2 separate regions of the Mus musculus genome follow, and region 1 is linked to region 2. A link is a contact called in public HiChIP or PLAC-seq data. All regions are on one chromosome and are shown on one strand. Each heading gives the region's core, a stretch centred on a gene start, on an enhancer-like site or on the middle of the called end of the contact. The rest is flanking DNA. Distances are from core to core; before and after follow the strand shown.

The links. HiChIP or PLAC-seq counts read pairs in DNA pulled down with a chosen protein or histone mark.
Region 1: a contact with region 2 is called in a FOXA1 HiChIP or PLAC-seq map of pancreatic cancer cells. The contact joins two enhancer-like sites.

What each region holds. Positions count from the first base shown.
Region 1 is chr6:32,979,693-32,984,896 of GRCm38.p6, reverse strand. The region is part of intron 3 of Chchd3 (coiled-coil-helix-coiled-coil-helix domain containing 3); the gene reads left to right. Among named protein-coding and RNA genes, the nearest start is that of Chchd3, 78 kb to the left of the region's middle. Within about 2 kb of position 3,431, at least 17 of the 459 cell types and tissues checked have an H3K27ac peak or open chromatin away from gene starts, as enhancers often do. A contact at or near this core is called in pancreatic cancer cells, where this site is marked.
Region 2 is chr6:32,569,071-32,574,000 of GRCm38.p6, reverse strand. All of the region lies in intron 1 of Plxna4 (plexin A4), which reads left to right. Among named protein-coding and RNA genes, the nearest start is that of Plxna4, 17 kb to the left of the region's middle. Within about 2 kb of position 3,305, at least 15 of the 459 cell types and tissues checked have an H3K27ac peak or open chromatin away from gene starts, as enhancers often do. A contact at or near this core is called in pancreatic cancer cells, where this site is marked.

The DNA.
Region 1 (5,204 bases), core at 2,182-4,681, 410 kb before region 2:
TATTTATTTAGCAGATTATTTTAACTGGGACATACATATGAGTTGGTGCCATTTTAGCTTGGTGTAAGGTGAGAGTCTCACACTCAGGGAACACTTTTGAAATCTCCAGAGTGTTCATCAGCTGCATGGAACCGAAATGGGGCAGGCCTCCTTTGAAGGTGAAATAGCCAGGGGACTTCTGATATTCGGCAAAGCAAGGAAGTGGCTGAGTTTAAGCCTTAGTCTTTGTGACAAAATTTGTTCTGGATTGCTGTGAACACATCTGGTTTCTTGCTCTTCTTTATACTGCTAGTTGTGGTGAGAAGCCATAAGATCCTCCTTCTGAAGGGAATGGTGGGACCATCTTTGTATCTAAAATCACTCCCTTTCCCATTGTTACTGAAGGAAGTTAGGGCTCTTCCTATTGCTTTACAGAGAATTCCGGGGCTGGAAAGGGGAGACTATTTATAACTGATGAGGGGAGGGGTTTTCATAGATGTGCTTTGGCGGTACTAAGCTTAGACGTTTTATCTGAAATGTGATTCTATTGATTATATTATTCTTCAGTGATTATTACCATTTAATGGGGGAGGTCATTATGAGAATGGGGTTGCTTGTGAAATATCCAACATTTATTTTTTGATGAAATGTCGGTTATGTGGATCAGAATTAAAACAGGCAGCCAATGGGCTCATCTTGAACACCTACAGCTGTCATCTCAAGAAGGGTGGAAATGGATATTGTGAAGTAAATAATGAAGGTGGCATAGTGGATTCCTGCTGGGCCAGAGCTAAATTATTCATTTTGTTAGTTTAGCTAACATGATTCGTGCTGCGTGGGATTTGAGTACTATGTCAATGACTAATACTGCATAATTAAAAAGGCTCAGCTCCTCGGGCCTGGAATGTAGTGGAAATTTAGAAATGATTGTTAACATCACAGAAACACACTTTGGTTTGTATAAGTAGATGGTGTTTACTTAGTCATTCTGAAGTTTTTCAGATGTAAGTGTGTGTGACACATAGGCAGTGTGTCCCCACGATATTGTTAGTGCAGCTATCTCCAGTCCCGTCCAGTCCCGTGGTTGGTCACACTCCACTGTGATTTCTTCCTGAAAGGCTGCGGCGTAGCAAACGGTCCATTTCAGAGGCCTGGTGAGCACAGTCTCCCTCGTGACAGCATCACCATTCCTTTTCTTCCCTAGGAGCTGTGTTGCTGAAGGGAAAGGGCATTTGGAAAACTAATTACTCAGTGTGGGGGACCACATATGCATTAATCTTTTCAAAGGCAACTTCAGCATTTATTTATTATATTCTCAATTTTGGTCATTTTTGGGGCTAAACACAGATATAAACTGCTTTTAGTTTTTGTGTAATGGTTCACACTATATCTTATAGACACAGTAATTTGACTATACCTTTTGTTTTATGCATTTTTTTTCTTAGTGGGATTTTTACATACAGGGTTGTATTATGGAATGGCTCTTTTTTTTTTTTTTAAGATTTATTTATTATTATATCTAAGTACACTGTAGCTGTCTTCAGATGCACCAGAAGAGGGCATTAGATCTCATTACGGATGGTTGTGAGCCACCATGTGGTTGCTGGGATTTGAACTCAGGACCTTCGGAAGAGCAGTCGGTGCTCTTAACCACTGAGCCATCTCTCCAGCCCAGGAATGGCTCTTTTTTAACAGCCATCTCAGCCTCAAGCATCTATGAATGAAAAAGGGAGGCGAACACATTATTTGTCACCTGTTGCCATGTGATGTCAATCACTGTGCTTGCCTCTGCAGTTGCATGAGGATAGAGTTAAAGTTCAGACCACAGGACAATGCACTGAGAAAATGCATGCAGATGGAAGGCTTTAGTTATGGCCATGAACAGCTAGCTGAAGCTAAACTTGGACTCAGAACTGAACATGCTCTTAGAGTGTCCTATTGGAGCATTGGGTTTCATACAGTTAAGATCACAACACAGTGACCGCCATTTGTTTTGAGTCATAAATCTTCAGTTTGAGTTCTGCCTCTTATTTGCCTGTGTAATTCTGAGCCATTTGTTTAACTTTCCATCTTTGTTTTCTTTGGGTCTGAATTGGGAGTACAGCTCCCCTGAGGGATTTTTATGAGAAATAAATGAAATTGTGTGTGTAAACGTGTTAAAATATGTGGGTGGCATTAGAGGGTTCTTTGTAAGTAGCAGCTATTATATTAGTAGACAGTGTTATACATGTAAAAATGTACATAATATGTATGACTTACAAGTTTAAAAAATCTCCCGTGCTACAGAGAACACAGTGAACAGAGTAGGGGGTGAAAGGACCACAGAGGTCTGGCGTCTTTTGTTAGAGTGCATTTAAATCATGTTTTGTGAGAAGCTCAGAGCAAAGCCTGAATGTTAAGCCTGCCTCCTGTAGGTTGATTCCCTGTCTGCGTGCTGTAATCTACACATTAGACTTTAAAAACAAAACAAAACTTGATTTGTACTATAATTCAGGCAACTTCTTTTTTTATAAAGTCTTTGATGTGAATTCTGTATAATAATTTTTAATTCTTGAAGTACATTTATAGTTGAACTTTTGAGTCAGAGATAGAAATATCAAGTGAGGATATAGTATAATTCCTGTATCTGACAATACTGTGTTGTAAACTAGGATTTGTTAAGAGGTTAAACTATATGTTAATTTTACACGCAGCAACATTGGTATTAATAATAATAATGGAGGAGTTAGAGAGATGGCTCAGTGATCAGAAGGTATGCTGCTCCTGCAGAAGACCCACTCTTGGTTCCCAGCACTTAGGTCAGTTGGATCACAAATGCCTGTAACTCCAGCTGCAGGGGATCCGACCCCTCCACAGGCACCTGCCCTCAAATGCACATACCCACAGATAGGCGCATGCACACAATTAAAACTAAATAAATCTAAGATAATTAGGGTTGGAACGCTTTGGAAAATGACAGTGATGCTAATGGCCGTGATGGTAGCGTGGCTTCATGGGTGTTTACTTATTTCCAAATTCATAGAAATGTTTATATTAAGTAATGTGCAGCTCTTTTATGTCGATCACATATTAAGTGTCGTGGAGAAAGAGAAATCCTGGTGAGGGAATGCACTGGAGTTATCCTCAAGAGGGTGTCAGCAATTCCACTTCTTTCTTTTTATCTGCATACTTTCACCATCTCTTTTCATGTTTAAGGTGAAAATTAAAATAAAATCCAGTATATGACTTGGTGTGGCATTCAGATCAATTCATTTTTATTAGAATTTGCTTTATTTTTTTTTAAACATGGTTTCAGAGGGACTACTAGAAATAAAGTATCTGCCAAGGAACAACTTGTTGGCTGATGGATAGTGTCAGGGAAGCCTGAAAATTGACTGCTGTGGAGCAGTAGTGGGTGCCGGAGTTGTCGCTGTGCTTCCTCTGCGTGCCAAGGTGACTTTTACTAGATGGGACAGTTGGCTTAGGGCCGGATAGGCCTCGTCAGCACTTCTCACGTTTCCTGAGGGTGCGGAGTTAAGCATTTGAGGCCATCTTTCTTCAGAGGAGACTGATGTGGATTAGAGGCGCGTGTTTAACTAGTGAATCATGGGATTGCACTGTGCCCGACGATACAAATTTGATTCTTAAGAGGCTGCTTATCCTTTGTTGAAGGGGATTCAGGATTAGTTTCGCAGTGTTCCTCTGGAGAGGGATTGTCCTGTTTCCTTACACAGCTTCATTAGACCTGCAGCTTTCCGTTGATGGTCTGAAAGCCATATAGGTCTTTCCTTTCCTCACTTGGTTGTCCTGCATCCTTATGATGTACCCCGCTGCTGCTCTGTCCCTGTGGAACATTGCCTTTGTTTGATTGTGGTCTACAGTTTGTTCTTTGTGTACACAGTGACTTCACAGTGCCTGTAATACATGGGGCCTGTGCTAGAGCACAAGTTTCTTTTTAGAAAAGTGTAGCCAATCAAGAAAAGATGATATACAAACACTATTTTCATAAGCATTAGTTTTCAATTTAGTCCACCCCCATTGCCAGATCAACCCATCCAGTCTTTATTGTGGTTTTATTTTGTTTGATTCAGGGTTTCATTATGTAGTTCAGGCTATCTATACTCAAGTTCCCTGTCCTCTTGCTTCTGCCTCTGCCTTCCACTTTTGGAATCACGGGCTTGGGCCACCACATCTGCCACCTGCACTCTAGCTTTTAATTTATTAACTTTATTCTAAAGTTCTTTAAGTCACTCTTAAAATGTAACGCTATGATTAAGACCTTTAAAAGTGGAAGGGTCCGTGGTCCATTGGAGGTTTGTCACCAGTGTTGCTCATTGTTGAACTGTTTTCTTTTCCCCCTTTCATTTCCTGTCTCATTTCCAATAACAATTTCTTCAAAAAGCCTGAGAGTGGGGTGAGCCAGTGGATTTTTTTTTTGGTGTAGCATAAGAATACACAGAGGTGGACTCAGTTTTAAGGATGCTCCTAAGAGTATGTTTGGGGTCCATCTCTGTCAACTATTTAGGTGGGTGTGGTGTGGGGAGATGGAATGTGGAGACTTTCTCAGTTACAGGTCTGTTGGCTGATCACACACTGCTGGCCACCCAAGGACATGTTTCTTGGCTCTTCAGGTATTTTCAGTGAGGGTGGTACAGAGGTGGGTCTCGGCCCAGATGAAGTAGCAGATGGAAAGAAGGAGAAGCCTCTTTGTCACAGACAGAAGGGGACAGCCCTCCTCAGCGGGAGCAGCTTCTTGCAGGAGGTCTCCACAGTAGCTCACAGGCCACCATCTGTACATTGGTACTTGTTGCCACTTGATCATGAGATGCCACCAGCTTAAGATGTATCTTGATTTCTTATGTGCATATTGTGTGTGATAAGATAGCCTAAGTTCCAGAAGAAGACAAAGGAAGAGTTGGAAGAGAGGTGATAATTAAATGACAGCTTTCTCTGAAGCCAAGGGCAGACTGGAGCCTGTAAATTGAAAGGCTTCTTATTTTTCTAGGCTGGATTGATGAGAAAAGATGCACACGTAGTCATAGATTGTGACAATTTTTAAAATACAGAGAAAAAAATTCTGAGGATAAGAAGAAAATTGTAGAAGTTTTAAGATGGAAAGAATAGATAATTTGTAAAGAAAACAGGATCTGGGTACTAGGCTTTGCCTCTGCAGACCGGAAGCTGGATGATGTCCCAGCAGAAGGACCGAAATCCTGGGGTTCTCTGAGAGTTTCCCTGTGAGGAAT
Region 2 (4,930 bases), core at 2,056-4,555:
GTCAGGGCATTTCAACACTACTTAGAAAATGTGTGTTTTCCTAAAGATATCTCCAATAAGAATGTTAAAAGCCACAGACTACACTTATGTCCAGAGTGTTTGTGGCCCTGAGCTTAGTCTTGCCAACAGTCCACTCTCATTCCAAAATTCAAATGATGCACCTTGTAACGTCTCGTATGATTTCACTTACAAGATCAAATTCCTTACGTTTGGAGAAATAACTAAGCCAGTTCCTATATTTTAACTAAACTAGTTCATATATTTTCATTTAACTTTTAAACTTGGCTTTAAATTTTATTGTAAATTATGTAAGAATGTAGCTTAGAAAGCCACAAGATTATGTACACACACACACACACACACACACACACACACACACACAAGATTCATAAGATCAGGCTGCAGGCAGGCCTACGTTTTCTTACTTAGCATAATTGTGATTGATGGAAGACGACCCATTCTGTTGTGGGTAGGGCCACCCCTGCCTGGGCTGGTTGCCCTGGGTTCTATAAGAAAGCAGGCTGAGCAAGCCTGTCAGCAGCAGCTAATGGAGGCATGGAGTCTCCATCCACTCTTGCCTTCAGGTTCCTCCCTGCTTGAGTTTCTGTGCTGACTTCCTTTGATGCTAACAGTGATGTGCAAGTGTGAGCCAAATCAGCCCTTTCCTCTCCAGGTACCCTCCTTTTCTTAAGCATCTCCCTCATTCTCTAACCTTCACACTTACCTTAATAAAGCTACTCAACTTTGTTTCACTCTGGCCTGTCCTAAAATTCCCTTCTACAGGGAGTCCATGATCCAGCTTTAACTAAATGGTGGACCCTAAGGGGGAAACTCCTCAAGCTGCTATTGGTAGGGCTGGGTTGCAAATCATTGGAACCACCACTAAACAGTAGAAGCAAGTCTGCATAGTCAAAGTGACAGGATAGGTCTGGCTTGTTCTAGAGTGTTAAAGAACATTTTTTTATTGCTAAAATGCCTTTTAGGCAGGCCAGTTCCCATTCAAGGAGCTCAGGAGCTACACCCCCTCTGTGCTCTTGCTTCACACTGGTATAGTGAAGGCACTTGAATTAATATGCCAAGGAGAGCTTGGTGCCTAGTAGGTATTAAAACAGTGTTTGTTCCCTGTCATGTGCTCAGCATTCTACAGGAAGGGTTCCATTCTGTGGTCCCTATTCTCTGCAGGAGATAAAAAAAAGGGCTGCCGGTGAGATTCTGATTCTGTGTGTGTTCATTCTGAGGGCTCAGCGTAGGAACTGGAGAGAGCATGTCATTTGCTTTGAGTGGAGTTCAGAGAAGAAAAATACCAAACTTTTCGAGTCCCCTGTGCCTCCGTGGAAGATGATTGATCAGTCTTAGGTGAGAAGTGAAGGGCTCAGAGCAGGGTGCCCGATTAGCACAACCACTGTTCAAAACAATTCTTTAGAGCCAGGCTTCCAAGAGTTCAGCCCAGAGGTCGCCTGTAGCTGCAGAATTACAATGCAGCTGAAGAGAGGATGAAGGATCTACTATCTGCTAGATTACTTCTGGTCATCTTAGTTGATACTAAACATGGCTGACCTATGGGCTTCCTCCTGGAATGGAGCTGGGATAGGATCTGGGGTAGGGGTGCAGGCAGAGTTTTGGGGTACTCCCCTTTCAACAGGTCCACAGAAGCAACAGGATTTCTGGTCCTATCTACTCACGCCTCTGTAACCAGTTTTGTGCATGCTTAACTGTTCTCAGTATTTTGTGTGTGATGTGGCTGCACTTCGGTCCTTGGAAAAATCATTGGTTTCTCTGGTTTATCTGGTAGCACACGCTTTCCTTTCTAGGGGGCAAAGAGTAGGGCTTGAGACCCTGAGAAGGGAAGTAACATAATCGCAATGCTTGTGGTCAGAATAGAAGGAAAGCAGTGGACACACCCAGCTCTCCTGGGGAACTCTAGACGGCTCTTATGCCTCTAGAAGTGGGCATCTGAGTCCCACCTACAGCTCTCTCCAAACCCTAACAAAGGTACGGATCTCCACAGTTCCCTCTTTTCTTACATTGCCTTCTTATACTTCTTTTTGGAAGCTTCTCATTAACTAATGTGTAACTGGACATCCTCAGAGGGGAAACTGGTCATCTGGGGAAAGGAGAAGACTCAACATGAGACATTTAATGGTCTGGATCCAGTGTGCCAACCATGTACATCGTGTCAAATCGGATGGAGACTCTGGGCTGACACTGAGTCTCAGACTGTGTTGGTTGGAAGTGAAGAGAGCTAGTTTTGTTGATCCCAGCCTTCTCAGTGTTAGCTCCTTACTCAGTCCTCCTCATTTCCATTCCTCCTTCCAGGACTTAAGCAAGACTGGCCTTTCTTGGCAAATACTTACAAACGGTCTCATTAAATAATTTGTATAAAGTGTGTTTATGTTACTGACTGTCATTATCCAGTGAAATACTATTTTATTTGCATTAGGATTTACAGTGATGTAATCGCTCTTAGTTTTAATTTGATGGGGGCCCGTGTTGGTGCATTCAAGAGAGCCAGAGTAAAAGTGTAAGGCATATCACACAGCCAAATATAGAAAATGAATTCTGCAACTGTCAAATAAAATTTCCCCAGCACATATTGTTTTGAAAGAATGGCATTTTCGCCTAAAACTTATATTTGCAAACTTTAAAATACTGCCAGGCATGGAAAAGACTTTAACTGGCTAACCAAGGGTTTGAATGCTCTTACATTCCAGCCATTTCCTGGGTCCAGGCCTATTATTTTATTTATTTATTTTTCCCCGTGGCAGCAGTAGCTTACTTAGAGACTCTCTGCAAAGTCAGCCTGCCAAGAGTTTCCTGGTAAATTGCAATTTATTGACTTTATTTTGGGTATTTCCATTTACTTAATTGCACACTTCTTGAGAGCAACCATCTTCACACACACATTTATAATTCTCGCTGGACCCAACATAATGTTTGATTTTCTTCTCTCTCTCTCTCTCTCTCTCTCTCTCTCTCTCTCTCTCTCTCTCCCTCTCTCTCTCTCCCCCACCCCCCACAATATACTCACTGTGTTTTCTGAGCTTCAAAAGAGGAATATCTTTTTCTGTTGGCTTATTCTTTTATTTTTTTATTTTTAAGATGGGATTTTTTCTATGTAGCCCAGGCTGTCCTTGAACTCCCAGTAAACCTCCCGTCTCAACCTCCCGAGTTTCTGGGATTATAAGCATATGGCTAAATCCTGACTAACAGGAGTGTTTGAGTGGCCAGATGGTAGAGGGCACTGGCCCCCGGGAAACAGTGTGTACACAGGAAGTGGGAAGCAGTTTCCTAGGGGGATCTGCATGTGGAGATAGCTGCGTGCTAGTGTGATGAATCTATTAGTCATCCTTACTTCCCAGTGGATGGTGAGTGGGCATCCAGTGAGCTGGGGCTTGATCACACACTTACTGTATCTCCTTGGGGGTACAGGGGTGGGGGTGGGGCTGTTAGTTCTTCCTTTCCAACATGAAAACACCACTAAACTGGGCTGATTTCCTGTTGTCTTGAGCCAGAAAATTTTGAGCTTTTATAAACATCAAACACACACACAGACACACAGACACACACACAGACACACACACACACACACAAATATATGTGTGTGTGTGTGTGTGTGTGTATATATGTGTGTGTGTGTGTGTGTGTGTGTGTGTGTGTGTGTGTGTGTGTGTGTATGATGGTTGTAAACATCCAGGAAATAAAGAGATCTTTCTTAGAGGGCACAAACAGCTGCCCTTGGTGGCTGCTTACCTATTTTCAAGCCTTTCCTTCCCAACTCTTTTTATCTTCGGCTAAGAAAATATCAAGTAGCAGGCCTTTGCCAACTCACTTCCTATCTGTCTTGTCTGAGTCAAACACCCTGTTGGGGTTGGCAAGTTGGGAGCCTTTGCAGGGGATGATGGGAACACCCCCAACTCTGGTAGTGGTTAGGAAGGCTTCCTCTTTTTTCGGTTCTCCCTGTTCATTAGTTAGGGGTGACCCTACCTCTGACAGGGTAGTCATCACATGCAGGGGGTGAGTGTAGCAAATCCCAGGGTCAAATTTATGTGCATGGCGGGCTGCTGCTCAGAGGCATCAGGAATTAGGAGTAGCCCTGCCCACCTTCATTTTGGGTTACATGATCCATCTGTAGTCTGGTATTTTTTTTATCTATCTATATATGTATGGATATATGATATATGTATAGATATATGATATACATACACACACATATATATGCTTGAAATTTAGAATCTCAGCTTATTTTTATAATATTTAATTTGGGGTGGAGGGACTTTTTTTTTTTTTTTTTGATGGATTGCTTCAAACAATGGGTTATGCCCATCAGTGGGTTGAGCTTTACTGTAATATCACATGACTGCTCTTGCATTGTCTCATTTGACCTTCCCGAGTCCTGGAATTTGTCACCTGCAACTTTGATAAATGTGATTCTGAGTCTTCATTCAAATTGTTGATAAAAATGTGAAGCAGCCTAGCACCAAGGACAGAACCCTCGCCATGACATTTCCTGTAGAGCATCCCTCCGGAGTTTGACAAATAACCATTGAGTTACTGGTCCTGGGTCTGGGAGTGCCGAGGACCCAGCATACACTCCAGAGGCAGACAGACCCATCAGTGCAGCTGACTTATGCCTCACGGCCACAGGGACAGATTGTTTTCAGTAATGACAGATAGGTGACAGTTGTAGGCTTTCTTCCGCACTACCTGACACTGAAAGCAGATTATGAACTCATTTCTCCCCCTCCTGCCAACCTTTGTCTGTCACCAGACCCACCCCACTCTTACAGGTAAGAAAGGACATACTGTCTGTCTCAGCTGCTCGATCAGGAGACAGATTGCTAAGGCAGTAAGTCCTTCACCTCTCACCACCACCACCACCACACACACACACACACACACACACACACACACACACACACAAGAGGGTGTG